Linked DNA regions of Bos taurus: region 2 is linked to region 1. A link is a contact called in public Hi-C data. All regions are on one chromosome and are shown on one strand. Each heading gives the region's core, a stretch centred on a gene start, on an enhancer-like site or on the middle of the called end of the contact. The rest is flanking DNA. Distances are from core to core; before and after follow the strand shown. Region 1 has its middle 17 kb from the start of CALCOCO1. Region 2 has its middle 22 kb from the start of CALCOCO1.

Region 1 (6,881 bases), core at 1,518-4,017:
TGCAGTCCATGGAGGACTCCCTTAGTGTAGGGATGGGCTGGGGCAGTGTTGGGAGGAGACAGCATTGGTTGCTTGGGTGTGAAGGAAGACGCCCTTCTAGGTCCTGGGAGATGTTCTCCTTCTTTCTGTGTCTGTGCAAATCATGTGAGCTGGTGCATGTTTCCTGCTTATGGGTTTATCCCCTAATGGGACCATGCACAGGGCTCTGATGCTGTGGGGAGGGGCTTTTAGTTCTGCCCAGGCAGCGCAGATGTGAACCTGCCGTGAATACTGCATGTCAGGCTGTATGAATCTGTTGCATGCGGGAATGACATCTGTGAGAGTGCTGTTAGGGTACAGGAGAAGTACACGTGTGACAGAGGCATGGGGCCTTTTAGTCCCCTGGCACAGACCAACTGTGTCTGCGCTATGGGGCACTGAGTATCACATCGTTGGCCCCTGGTTGTGGAACCCATGTACCCTCTTTTCTGAGCACAGCGGCTTGGCCCGGGTGTAGACTGCTTCTGGTCATGGGCAGTCAGGGATTGTCTGGTGGGAGCTATGTCTCCGGAGCGTGCTGGCTATGCCTTGTCTTTCCACCTATGTGAACCGTGTGTTCAAATATGTGAATCCCCTCGAGAAATGTTGGGTGGTGAGGGGGTCGGAAGCCTGAAAAAGATGGGAGAATTTATGAGCTGCTTTTGTCGGGAGACAGTCGTAATGAAGAAAATTCAATTTTCTGCAGCTCGAAGAGTCAATATGTTAAATCTTGGAGAAGCTGTGGAGTGACAGCAGAATGGCAAAGTCAATGGGACGTGTGTGGGGGGAAGCCGTCTATCTGCGTCTGCAGTGAGGCAGCCTCCTCTCTGTACCCTTGAACTGCAGCTGGAGACAGGATGGAGTCCAATACCTGAGTTCCTGGAACTGCCCCTCTCTCCCATCCTCCTCCACCTCAGTGGCCATCATGTCCTGCCTCTGGGAAAGCTGCTCTCTCCCAGATTCAATTCTACCCTAGCACCTTCTCAGGAAGTCCCTCTTATAGTCTAACCACCACTCCCTCTTGCTGTAGTTACTAATTTCACAGTGGCTGTTTATAGCCCAAAGTGATTAGTAGGAAAATTTTCTTTTCCTCCCAACTTTTCATCCCCACTCTCCCTGCAGCTACTCCATGGCTGGCCTCCTGTTTTCCAGCAGGTTTCAACTTTTTTCTAACCAGTCTTTCCCTCCTCCTTTCCAGCTTCCTGTTCTAGGAGGCAGGAGCATGGCAGGGGTGGGGTGGTGGGGTGGGGACGGGCGTGGAGGGGTTGGGGGGAGGGGCTGATGGGGAATGGAGAGAAAAGCTGGGGATTCCTCTGTGAGCCACAGTGTCACCAGGAGATGTGATTAGCTGAGCTGCTGGCTGTGTAATTAGTGTGTGCCCGCGTCTCAGGGGTCTGGTGTGTTAACAGCGGGTCCCTGTGGTGGGTAACGAGATCGTGCCTATGGCTGGTTGCACACGCTAATTAATTAGTGCTCCTCTGGTGTCGAGGAATGAAGAGGATCTGGGGGAGCTGATGGTGGGGGTGTCTCAAAGCCCAAGAGCCCAGCTGTTCAGAGCCCAGAGGTCACCTAAGGTTCTGCCAGAATAGGGGCATCAGGCTGGTGTGCAGGGTTTGGGTCACATACTTGGGAGCCCTGGCTGAAGAGAGGGTGTGTGGGGTACGGTGGCCTGGGCTCTCAGTGGTGGGTGTTCTGGAGTCCTGGGCTGGGCTGGTGGAGGTGGATGGAGGGGGGACAGCCCCTTCAGCTTAGAGCAGTCTCCAGGCTCGTGGCCTGTCTTAGAGCATCCTTTCTCCAGGTGGCCCAGAGAGGAAGGGAGTGGAACAGGGAGGAGACATTCGATACCCTTCCAGCCTCATTCCTGTCCCCTCTACCCTCTCGCATCTCACTAAGCCCAGCTTCTCAATCAGCCATTTCACACTTATTACCCGCTCACAGTGTGCACAGAGCTCCAAAAGGCTCTCTCCTGTTCTCATCTTAATAACCACTGCCTTCTTTTCTCCTTGCTGCCCATGCAGACAGAGACTCAGACTCCTCAGCTCCCGGGTCTATCTTAAGAGCCCAGAAGTGTCTTCTGTAGCCTGAGATGTGGAACCTAGATACCTGGAAGAAATACCATGAAAAACCTAAAGAAACAGGGGGAGGAGAGAAGGTTGGGAGAGAGCCTCACAATTTCCCGGGACAGTACGGTCATTTATAGCAGCAAGAAAGACTAAGGTGAGAGGAGAGGAAGAACTTCCAGGGAGCAGCCAGCTCTCCTCGTTTCCCGAGGCAGAAATCCTCCGCCCGATCCAGGAAGGGGTCAGGAGGAAAATGGACCGATGGAAGGATATCCTCTCCCCTTGAGCGGTGGGATTTAGCAAGGTGTGGCGGGAATGGGGAAGGGGAGACAGAACAGAGAAAACGGGCAGAAAAGAAGATGAGGCTGCGGCTTCCGTGTGGAGGCGCGAGTCCTATTCCTGCACACGGTAATTGCTAAATTACCCGCCATCTGCTCGGCTCTCAGACATAAATTATCTGCGCGGAGAAAAGACGCAGAGGCTGCACACTTTCCTTTTTCTCCCAATCCCAAGCTAGGAGCAGCGGGGGAGCTCTTCCCTCCAGCCCGAGTGAAGGCGAGGGTGGTGAGACCACCCGATGGGGGAACAGTCCCCCTTTTCCTTCTGCCTTCTCCTGAGGAGGAGTGGCTTTGGGGCGACCGAGGTCCCAGCGCTGCCCAGGGTCCTTTCTGACTTGGGGCGGGGCGAGCTGCGGGCTGGCCAGGCCTCGCGAGGCCACTGAGGAGGGGGCGGGGCGCGCCCTAGTGGGCGGGGCTTCCCTCAGGTGTGGCCGAATTGCCTCGGCAGGTTTTTCCCTGGTCACCTTCCACCTCCCCCACTTCCCGCCCACTGCTTTACTCGTGGGGAGAAGTCTCTTAAGCTCTCATTTACACTTGTCCTGTCTGCCAGAAGGAAGAGAGGGAAGAAGGCAGGCAGAGGGCTTGAGGAGAGAGGAAAGGAGTAGGGGAGTGCGGCCCTTGGTTTTATTCTGCTCTGAACCTTTCCCTTCACCTCTAGATTCTGAAGAGTGGCAGAGATGTGAAAGCAGATGTAGGGGCAATAACTTGAAGTGGGGCAAAAATGGTAGAATGCAGCAGGTTGCAGAGATGGAGGTAATGCGAAAGCAGAGCTCTCTGGGAGGTGGGGTGGTTTGGGGAGGTGGGCAAGAGAAGCAGGTGATCAGGCTGGGGAGGTGAATGAGGAGGAGAGGAGGGGGCCAGAGTGGGAGGTGGGCAGGATGAAAGGGTCAGAGAGCTGGAGATGGGCGAGGAGGTGGAGTGATGGAGCAGATGGAGGAGGATGGAGTGGTAGAGAGACATGGGGTAGGGTGCGGAGGTGGAAGAACCAGGATGGGACAATGCCTGATGGAAGTTCAGATATGGTTAGTGTAGTGAATTGTCTAGAAGGAGAGCCAGAGGAGGCTCAGAGTGGGGATGACAGACAGCAGTTCAGAAAGCAGGTCAGGCTCTGGAAGGAATGTAGGGAGCAAAGGCTGTGATACAGAAAGCTAGGGTGTTTGTGGGTCCTTGGAGGGTCCCAGGAAGGTGAGCGTCAGACCTTCAGAGCCGCTTCCCACTTTGAGGCTGAGGCCTGACTCTTGAGGGGCGTTGAGGAGGCTGCTTAAGAAGCTGGGGTAGGGGTGCGATCCTGTTCCCTGCCCCAGCCCCAGGCACCTGCTGGGTGCGCAAATTAGGGTGGGGGTGTATTGGGCGGCTTCCCAGTTCTGAGAGCAGAAGCTGGTGGGGTTTCTTCCGAGCGATTGTTTAGTATTCATGGGGCGACGCAATCTCTCCCACATCTGCTTAGCACAGCAAGTCCTGTCATATAACTGTCTCCCGCACTGTCTGTCCATAAAGAATGTCTCGGAATTGGTGTAATTCAGAGAAATTAATGACGACTTTCCGCGGGACTGCTCCCTGGGGGATGATTAACACTTCATCGTCCATCTGATGCGCGGGGCCCAGCGCTCCATCGCGAACATTTGGGCCGTGGCCAGCCGCATTAAAGGTTATTACGGAAAACGCGACCTGCAAACGGGCGAGAGGCATGATGGACCGGGAGGGGCGGGGACCAGGGTGGGGGCGGGGGAGTCGGATGGAGCCGGCCAAGTCCGAGATCAAGTTTCCCCAGGTTCGCGCACCTGGGGGTCTGAGGCGGAAGGAGGCTGGGTTTCTGTTTCAAGGGATGCAGGACTGGGAGAGTGTTGGGGAGACCCTCACCAGGGGGACTGGGAAAGAAAGAAGGTGACTTTCCACAGTGGACACGTTGCTGATGGAGGCTTTCCCTGTCTTAATCGTCACAGAATTATTGGGTAAATTGTATTTAACCCACCTTACAGGTGGTGAAACTGAAGCTTAGAGAGGTTGTGTACTGTGTCTTAAGTAACACAGCTTATTCAGAGGCAAAGTTAGGATTTGCATTCAGGTCCTTGCTTCCTGAACTCTTGGTCTTTCCACCACACCACTGGGGAGGTCTCACTCGTATATGTCCACCTCAATTTCAGGCACGTAGGCATGTGTGTGGCAGACAGGTGCGCAAACATGTATGTTGTATAAATGAATGAATGAGCTTTGCAGGTTCCATTTCAGTGGACGAGAATCCCAGAGATTCTGGAGGCAGGAAAGGGAACACAGCATAGGAGTTCCAGTTTGGGTCAGGAAACTGGAAATAGGTTTCCTGTGGGTTTCTAAGCTTCCCCTGGGGCATTCTAAACCTCTAGAATCTAGAGGGCTGGCCTCTTCATCCTTAGCCAGAAGGAAGGAGTGGAGACACATGTATGTGTTTGGTGAGTGTAGGAATATGTGTAAGTTTGTGTGTATATGCTTGTCTGTATATGTATGAGTTCATGAGCATGTGTCTGTGTTGCGTGTGTGTGAGAATGTGATGTGTGGATGTGTGTGTATTTTGAGGGTGTCTGTGTGTATGTATGTGTGCCTCGGTGTGTGTGTATCTTCATCTATGCAGGTGAATAGGTGTATAATGTGTGTCGTGTCCCGGGGGAGCCTCGCAGCCGAAGATATCTTTCGATTGCTGAAATCTCTAACAGGTTCCAGGATGTGGTATGTGGTGGGGCTGAGGTGAGAGGCCAGGGGAGGAAGGCTGTTTCTGCTAGGGATGCGGGGGGTTGGGTAGCCTGAACAGTGGGTGCCTGTGCCCTACCAGGCATGGGGGTGGTGGTGTCAGGGTCCCGGGTCTGAGGCTGGGTGGAGACCCGGGCCCTGAGGTCTTCATTCCAGGCTTGAATTGGAAGTGCTCAGAGGCCCTGCTCTGACCCAGGAGGGCAGTGAGGAGGTGGGGCCCAGACAGGGGCCTGGGCAGTGGAGGGGTCAGGCCTATTCTCTGCACATCTTCGCCCACCAGATTTTAGGAGTGTCTTCTACCCAGGCTGCAAGTCCTAGCTCTAGGCTCCACCCATTCTGCCTTAGGGTGGTAGAGTCCCTGAAAGTCTTCATGTGAAGGTCTCTGGCTCTGGGGGTGGTGGTGATCCATAACCACGGTGAGAACACTTCTCTCTAGTTAGCACTACTCAGGCAGGTCCAAAACAAATGTCCTTGTCTCTTGGAGACATCCAAGCTGAGGCTTTCAGACCTCTCGTGCTGGGAAGTTCTTCCTGGGTCTAACCTTATTTCCTCTTGCTATACCATGTGCCCAGTAAGCCCAGGCTGAGTTTGTGAAATTGGAACCTAGCACCCCCTGGCATGGAAGTAGCTTCTTCTGGATAGGGGAGTGGGTTTGAAGTTTAGGGACACTCAGAGAATGGGGGACTGAAGCCTGGAGGATCATAGATGGGTCAGATCATTCTTAGAGAGGAAGGCAATGATCACAGGACAATATCAGAGACAGGAGTTTGGAAACCATAGGTTCCAGCTCACTTACTTTACAGACAGCAGCTGGAGCCTCAGAGGTGGGGAACCCTGAACTCTGCTTCTCTTCTCTTGGTTTTATGGAGTTGGGGAGAGAGGGAGGAATACTTCAGCTAATGGGAGGCTGTCCCCCTTCTTCTTGCTCAAGCCTTCAGCGACTCCTTCCCAGTCTTCCCAGCTGGGCTTCGAGGCCCCTCACCCGCCAACACCTGTTCCTTCAGTTTCCCATCCCCTCGCAGGTCCCCACCATCTGCTCTCTTAGATGCATCCGGGGGCAGCCCTCATGTCATTCGGTCCTCCCTGCCTTCTCCTAGCCTCATGGTCTATGCCCAGTCTAAACCATTTCCTCTCCTCCTCTTCTGGCAGACTAGCCTCTCAACCCTTTGCAATATCACCTCATACTCACCTCCTCTGGGAAGTCTTCCTTGATTAATCCTCCTGTTTCTGGATCCCAAATGTTCTTCTAAACCACTGCCAGGGTAGCTGCAAGTCTCTCCTGGTTCTTCTGTCTGCTCTTTCCAGCTGTGTACCTTGTCCCTGCTCCCACTTCCGAATGGAAGGTGCCTCAATGGCAGGACTGATTTCTCTTCCCTCCCAGGACCCCTCTCCATGCACCAGAAAGGTCAGGACTGCAGTGGAGAATTGACTGAACCTTGTCCCCTTTCTGTGCTTTGGGGATGGGAGAGCTAATGCTGTCCAACTGGATCTCCTCCTGAGGAGGGAGGTGGCAATACAGACCCTTCCTGGTCTTTATTCTGGGTTAGGCCTCACCCCTCATTCCTGTCCTTCTTCCTGTTCTTGGTTGCCTCTGGCCCAGTTAACAGGCCCCTCTACACTACTGTCCTGGGGCCCTTGGGATGCTGGGCCTGGTGTGGGGAGTGGCAGGAAGCTCCACCGTGATGCCACCCTGCCTAGGGAGAAGGGGGTGGGGTGAGTGGAGATCTGGGTGGAGGAGAGGGTC
Region 2 (6,881 bases), core at 2,622-5,121, 38 kb before region 1:
ACTGATGGAAGCTGGGGGTCTTGTCCAAATGGTGCTTGGAGATCTGCACAGACCTGGGTTGAGAAAGGCGGAATACCCCTTCCTTCCTCTGGCTCTTCACTTCCTGGCCTACACCATTTAGAACTTTCCAGGGTTATCCATATAGAGAGAAAGTCAGAAATTCCTGGCTGAGTGCCCTGGGCTAGAGACATCAGAGTAGGAGAGGACAGAAGGAGGAGACCCCAAGTCCCTAGGTTTGGAGACTGAGTTGGGAGGAAATTGGAAACCTGGATCTTTGGCTTCTGTCTTTGCTACTCCCTCTTTAGGGTTAAAATCTTCTGTCATTACCCTAATTCCCTTGCTGTTGCTCTCTCCTAATTCCTTAAGTCCTTGATTCTTTCTACCCAGTACTCACAGGTACTCCAAGGAACAAATTCATAACCTCCATGAGAATAGTGGAGCTCAAAATAATCATTGTCAAGATAAGAGCTTGGAGAAAGTTGGTTACAGGTGAAACAGTGTCTACAGGTACTCAAGGATTGTGGGAGTCACCTGTCCTCATCCCTGGCTCCGGACAAGACTCATAACCCAAAGAAACATTCATTCTAGGTTGGACACAACCTTGCCTCCGTACCCTATTGAGCCAAATTGTGTGGTGGCACTTGTGTGAGCATTGGTTGGGATAAAGGCTAGTTTAAGGGTGGTGAGAAAATGGAAGTGTAAGCTCACAAGAAATCAGTGGTGATAATAACAATTAGTGGACCACTTTCCTGTTGGTTCAGTGCTTTCTCATGGATGTCTCACAACAACCTGAAAGGTAGGTTCATAACTGCCATTTTACAGATGAGGAAACCAAGGCTCAGGTGAGTGTGTGTGTGTAATTTAAGATCACTTAGCTAGTAAACTGGGCTGTTTTCATTATCTGATACTGCCTGAGAAGGAGTTCAAGAGCTCTAAAGTGGAAGTCAAGATGACCCATAAACTTCATTTGAGTTTATAAGAAGGTGGGGAAGACTGCTGCTGCTGCTGCTGCTGCTGCTGCGTCGCTTCAGTCGTGTCCGACTCTGTGCGACCCCATTGACGGCAGCCCACCAAGCTTCCCCGTCCCTGGGATTCTCCAGGCAAGAACACTGAAGACTCTCTAGTGAGTGTTAAATATTTTGGGAGAAATCTTAGTAGGAATAGTCATCCCTTGGCCACCAGAGCTGGGGACCTAGTGGTGGTTAGCATTGCTAGGATTAACCCTTCTCTTATTCAGGGAACATTTATTGAGCAGCTAGTATGTGTCATCTTATGACTGACCCCTCCCCTTTCACAGGCCTCCTCCTCCTTTTGAGAGGGGGTATATGATAGGGCTCTGGGGTCCTGGGCAGAGTTAGAGCCCTGGGCAGCTGGGCAGAGATGGAGCAAAGCGGGGTACAGAGGTGAGAGCCCCCCTACAGCCTGCACAGTGCCCAGAGGCAGTTGCAGCAGCAGCCCCAGATTTACAACTGCCCTGGCGCTGATGCCATAAAAGCAAACGATCCTTCTCTGTACTAATTTCTGTGTAATTAGATCTCTCCTGGCATGGAAAGTGGGGAGTGGGGGTGGCCAGGAGGGGAGGGTGCCAAGGACTCTTCACAGAGGTGGAAGGAGGGGTTGTGGGACACGCATGGCTTCGTGTGGCGGAGCTTGGGCACAGGGATCTGCGTGCACTGTGACAAAGATGGAAAAGGAAATCATGCACACATGGAATGCGAGGAGGCAGGAGTCCTGATATGGTAACACCCTTGTGCCCAGGATAGGGACAAAGCTGGTGTCCTGCACAAAGATTCTGAAGCCAGAAGAATAACTCCTGTGTATACATAGGAAGAATTGAAATCCTTGGAGGAGTTGCATATGGATACCCCCACAAGCAGCCAGATAACCAAAATCCCACAGAGAAGCCTGAAGAGTGAAAAAAAAAAAAATGTGTGGCCCCATCACATTTACAAAAGACTATAGGTGGCTTAGATGGTAAAGAAATGCACCTGCAATGCAGGAGCCCCGGGTTCGATCCCTGGGTTGGGAAAAGCCCCTGGAGAAGAGAATAGCAACCCATTCCAATATTCTTGCCTGGAGAATTCCATGGACAGAGGACCCTGGCGGATTACAGTCCATGGGGTCTCAAAGAGTTGGACATGACTGAGCGACTAACACACACATACACATGTATCTGCTCTCATGTTTAACCTGCATGAGAGCAGATACACACTTCTTAAATGCAAAAATGACAGCAGCTACACTAAATAGGAACTCAATAAATGTTTGTTTCCTCCTCTGCCCCCACCTATTGCTTGCCCACCTCTTGGAGGCAGAAAACTAAAAGATGAAAAATGTCTTTTTTTTTTAAAAGCAAAATTTTCTTTAAGATATTTGAAGATAGGAAAAAAAAAAAAAGAATTAGAGGAATGTGGGGATGGTTAAAGAGGGAACAATCCCGGAATCTTGACTTTCCTTGGGAAGAATAGTCTTGAATGGAAAAAGTATATAGTTATTATTACTATCCCCCCATCCCACCCCATGGTGACAAAAAATGGCCTTGGGTATGGCAGTAATGTCATTTGGGACAACACTTATACAGAGCTAAGTATTCATTATTCACGGCAGTGTATTCGTGGAGGCACCTCAAAGGGCCTCTTATCCAGGCTCCCTCTGCAGCCCAGATTTCTTTCACAGTAAGCCTGCCAGGGCATCAGCCAGCTTCTGCTTCAGTATTTCTCCCCAAAAGGAGCTCTTTACTTCATGAGCAGTTTGCCCTCTGTCACTGGACAGCTGTAATGGTTAGATATTTTTCGGTAGAATTGAAATCTGTCCTCTTTTAAATTTCAGAATATACTGTTTCTAACTGCCTGTCATATCTCGAGTTATTCTAATGTTTTAAGACCAGTTCAATCAAAGCATTAATCATCCCCCCACAACAGCAATAACAATTAGATACCCATTGGAAAATCAGGAGATTCTGATCTGCACAGATGACTGTCATGTACTTATCTGAAGCCCTTGTTCTAATGGGTAATTCCTGATTAACCTGAGTAATGAAAATGTATCACAATAAAGAAAGATTTGTCATGCCTTGTTATCACTTCATAAGGCTGTCCTTCTACATACCTGCCATAACATCAGGATATTTCTATCCCAATAAAACATGATCATGATGTGCTTGGCTAATAAAAAGGAAAAAAGCCACGTATTAAAAATATGTTTAAAATGATTTGCGTGAGTGATGTAAATATAAACCACCACCATCATCAGTGTCAACAATATCCTCAGTTCATTTGCCTTTTGCAATCCCTGCCGCATCTTTGGGGTGGGAGGTAAAGGAAAAGGGAGGCAGAAAATTAGCATCTATCTATGGGCTACACTCACAATAACCCTGTGAGATGGGTATTAACATGCCTTTCAAGTGAGGAAATTGGACTCAGAGAAGTTAAGTAACTTGCCTGAGGTCAGATGGCTAGTACAGGGAATCAGGATTTTAACCTAGGTAAGTCTGCTTCCAAAGTCCACACTTTCCCCCCTAAACTCGGACAGGTAAATTTTACTTTGATGCCCGCAGAGCCTCAACGAGTGGGTTCATACATGACGTTAGTGAGGCGTCTGTTGCGCTCAGAGACCTCCCCCTTCGCAGTCTGGACTCCCTGAGGGGCAGCCAGGAGTTCAGAGCCTGAACTTTGTGACTTTTGTGCTCGGTCATATTACTGCCATCACCCAGGGGTGCCCACATACAATCTCAGGTGGGGTACCACAGGCACCGTGACCGCTGTACGGTGACACCCTCACAAAACACAGTGTCGTATTCAACCCACGCTGCGACCCACACAGGCCGGCTGTTCCTTCCCTTCTCCTGAGCAGTGAGGTGCGCAGCCGGCAGGGGTCGCCGGCACACCAGGAATTACCACTCGCTGGGCCCGAACAGAACGGAAAGTTCCTCCTCTGTCTTCTCCTAAAATCTCTCACTAATCCCTCCCCTTTCCTGCTTTCCCTTTCTAGCACCCCTCCCCTTCCCCAGGCCCTGTAGTTTCCTGTTGATAAGCTGGATAGTTGCTCCTTATATAGCACCTAAACTGCCCAATCCCAGCCTAGACTAGGGACCAGGGTTTCAGGCTGTCAGTCCTGCTTTGGGGATGCAGGTAGCAAGTAAGGAGCCTGGATTGCGCAACCTTCGGGTTCGCCCTTGACCAATTAAGAGTCTGCCTCTTCTCAGTGTCTTCCCAGCACCATGTCTTGATCATCCATTTATTGTCCCATTGTTCATGTAACGTATGTCCCAAACATCCCGAGACTCCCAGGGTCCCTTAGCTGCTTCATCTTGGGACAGCCTAAAAATGAAGGAGGCGGCAAATCTCTGGTGGAGTGAGTGACCTGTGACCTGTGGTTTTAGATGAGAAATCACAATTTGGGGAGTACAGGGGAAGGACCCAGGTACCCTGATTCCCAACAGAAAGAGGGGTCAGGCGTCTGCTCCCTGCAGGAAAGCTGTGGTCGCCTTCTGGGAGTGGCATCTCTCTGCTCTTTTCTGCCTCTCCCCTCCCATGCTGTAGCAACAACGCCCCAGCTTTTCCAAGCCCCCTTCTCTCTGCAGCCCCCTCCCCGCAACTCCTGGAGCCCAGTGATTGGCGGCTGCCTGCTGCAGGGCCGGCTGGGTTTATGGCTTTGCGGCAGCTGGGGAGAAAGCGAGGCCAGAGACAGAAAATGGAAACCAACCAAGAAATCGAGAATGATGAAAGAGTAAAAGAGAGGGAGACTGAGAGACAGAAAGACCTTGAGAATATCAGATACGCCAAATCAAAGTAATGAGAGGGACAGACTGAAGCACAGATGGACACAAAGAAAATCATAGAGATGGTGATAAAAGATGAAAAAATGTAAGAGGGATGGGATGAAAAAGAAAACAAGAGCACACAGGAAGACATTTGGATGAGCCCCGAGAGTGGGGATGTTCAGGGCTTCCCAGGGCGACAGGAATTGCTGGTAGTACGTAAGGGACTGTACATCTAGGGTAGACATCTAGGGATTCCTAGAAATTCTGAGACAGAAGAGGCCAGAGGATCTTGCAGTTCTCCCTACACCTGTGCTACCATTTATCTGTTCTAGCCTTTTCCATGGTCACACCCTCCTGGAATTTTAAAGGTTTTTACAAAAAATGTCCTCCTTAAGAATGACCCATGGGACTTCCCTGGTGGTCCAGTGGTTAAGAATCCACCTGCCAATGCAGGGGACGTGGTTTGGATCCCCGATCTGGGACGATCCCACACGCAGCAGAGCAACTAAGCCCATATGCCTCAACTATTGGCCCACATGCCCAGAGCCCGTTCTCCACAGCAAGAGAAGCCCCTGCAGTGAGAAGCCCACACAGCGCAACTAGAGAGCAGCCCCAGTTTGCTGCATCTAGAGAAAGCCCGTATGTAGCAATGAAGGCCCAGCACAGCCAAAAACAAAATAAAAAAAAGAGAGTGACCCAAGATCTAATGTGGAAGGATCTTGCTGCATTTTCCATGAAATGAATGGGAACACGGAGGTCTGGGATTTAGGAGGGATTTCAACATTAGAGCTACACTTTGTTGCACATATATTAACCTATAAGGTTGTTGGCTCTGTATGTACCTTGACTGGCACATACCAATGTTTATCTTATGTGATAGTAATTTCTCTATCCTTTTTGCTATTATATAAGTAGGCTCTTTAACAGCGAGAGCTGTGCCTGCCCTTCTTTGTGGCTCCCACAGTGCCTTGTTCTTGTTTATTGAGTGAACCAGTGAATGGCCCCTGGAGATGTTTAAGCAGAGGTTGGATGACTACCAATAAGGGATGGAGTCTAGGAGATTTCTGCACTGAATGGGAAGCTGGAAATATACCTCTAAGCCCCTTTTTGGTTTTAAGATTCTATTAGTCCATATACATGAAACTGAGTTTGCTGTTTCTTTTCCTAATTCTCCAGATATTCAGGGGTAAGAAGCAAAGTGAGAAACCCCAAGTTACAAAGTAACTGGCTCTGCACAAGGTGTTTTACACAGCTGATCTCATATAATCATCACAGATCCGTTTTGCAGATGAGGGTTCAGAGAGATGAGGTGTTTCACTCCAGGTCACGTGATTAGGAAATACGGCAAACTAAGTCTGCTGCTGCTGCTGCTACTGCTAAGTCGCTTCAGTCGTGTCCGACTCTGTGCGACCCCATAGATGGCAGCCCATCAGGCTCTGCTGTCCCTGGGATTCTCCAGGCAAGAACACTGGAGTGGGTTGCCATTTCCTTCTCCATTGCATGAAAGTGAAAAGTGAAAGTGAAGTCGCTCAGTCACGTCCGACTCGTAGCGACCCCATGGACTGCAGCCTACCAGGCTCCTCCATCCATGGGATTTTCTAGGCAAGAGTACTGGATGGCTTGCCAAGATCTCTAAATCCTGGTGATTGCTATCACGCTGTGTTTCTACCCGTTTGAGAGATTTTCAAGGTTTCAGAAAGGCAAAGAAGGAGTTGAGAAATGGAGGTAACAGGAAGACATGGCTTTTAAATTTAGGGATGGGAGAGAGATTTGGAACTCTTAGGTAGGGGGGAAAATCTACTTTTCTGGGAGTTACAATAGGACATTTCTGCTCTTATCTGATTATCAACAGGTACCTGGAGAAGAAGGGACAGGCACAGAAAAACTGGGGAGGTTGGGTACTGAACACTGGAATCTCTTGCTATGGGTTCTGGCATTGGGAGCATGAGACATACAGGTACCTACAGAATGCAATCTTGGGATTCCAGGCCTTTCTGTTTCTGCTAGGAGGATGTTGGGAGGCTGGGTATTGTAGGGGTCCTATTTAGTGGCAAAGCTTAGACTAATGCTGTGCAGTAGAAATTTAATATGGGTCACATACATAATTTAAAATCTAGTG

What was found. Hi-C and Micro-C count contacts between places; a contact is called where the count stands out from the background.
Region 2: a Hi-C map of liver shows a contact between it and region 1, with 5 times the contacts expected there. The contact joins two enhancer-like sites. A contact is called at or near these places in 8 of 11 Hi-C or Micro-C datasets (4-cell embryo, blastocyst, blood and 4 more).

The regions. Positions count from the first base shown.
Region 1 is chr5:26,307,652-26,314,532 of ARS-UCD2.0, reverse strand. No RefSeq gene overlaps it. Among named protein-coding and RNA genes, the nearest start is that of CALCOCO1, 17 kb to the left of the region's middle. Within about 2 kb of position 2,767, at least 29 of the 102 cell types and tissues checked have an H3K27ac peak or open chromatin away from gene starts, as enhancers often do. A contact at or near this core is called in liver, where this site is marked.
Region 2 is chr5:26,346,946-26,353,826 of ARS-UCD2.0, reverse strand. No RefSeq gene overlaps it. Among named protein-coding and RNA genes, the nearest start is that of CALCOCO1, 22 kb to the right of the region's middle. Within about 2 kb of position 3,871, at least 6 of the 102 cell types and tissues checked have an H3K27ac peak or open chromatin away from gene starts, as enhancers often do. A contact at or near this core is called in liver, where this site is marked.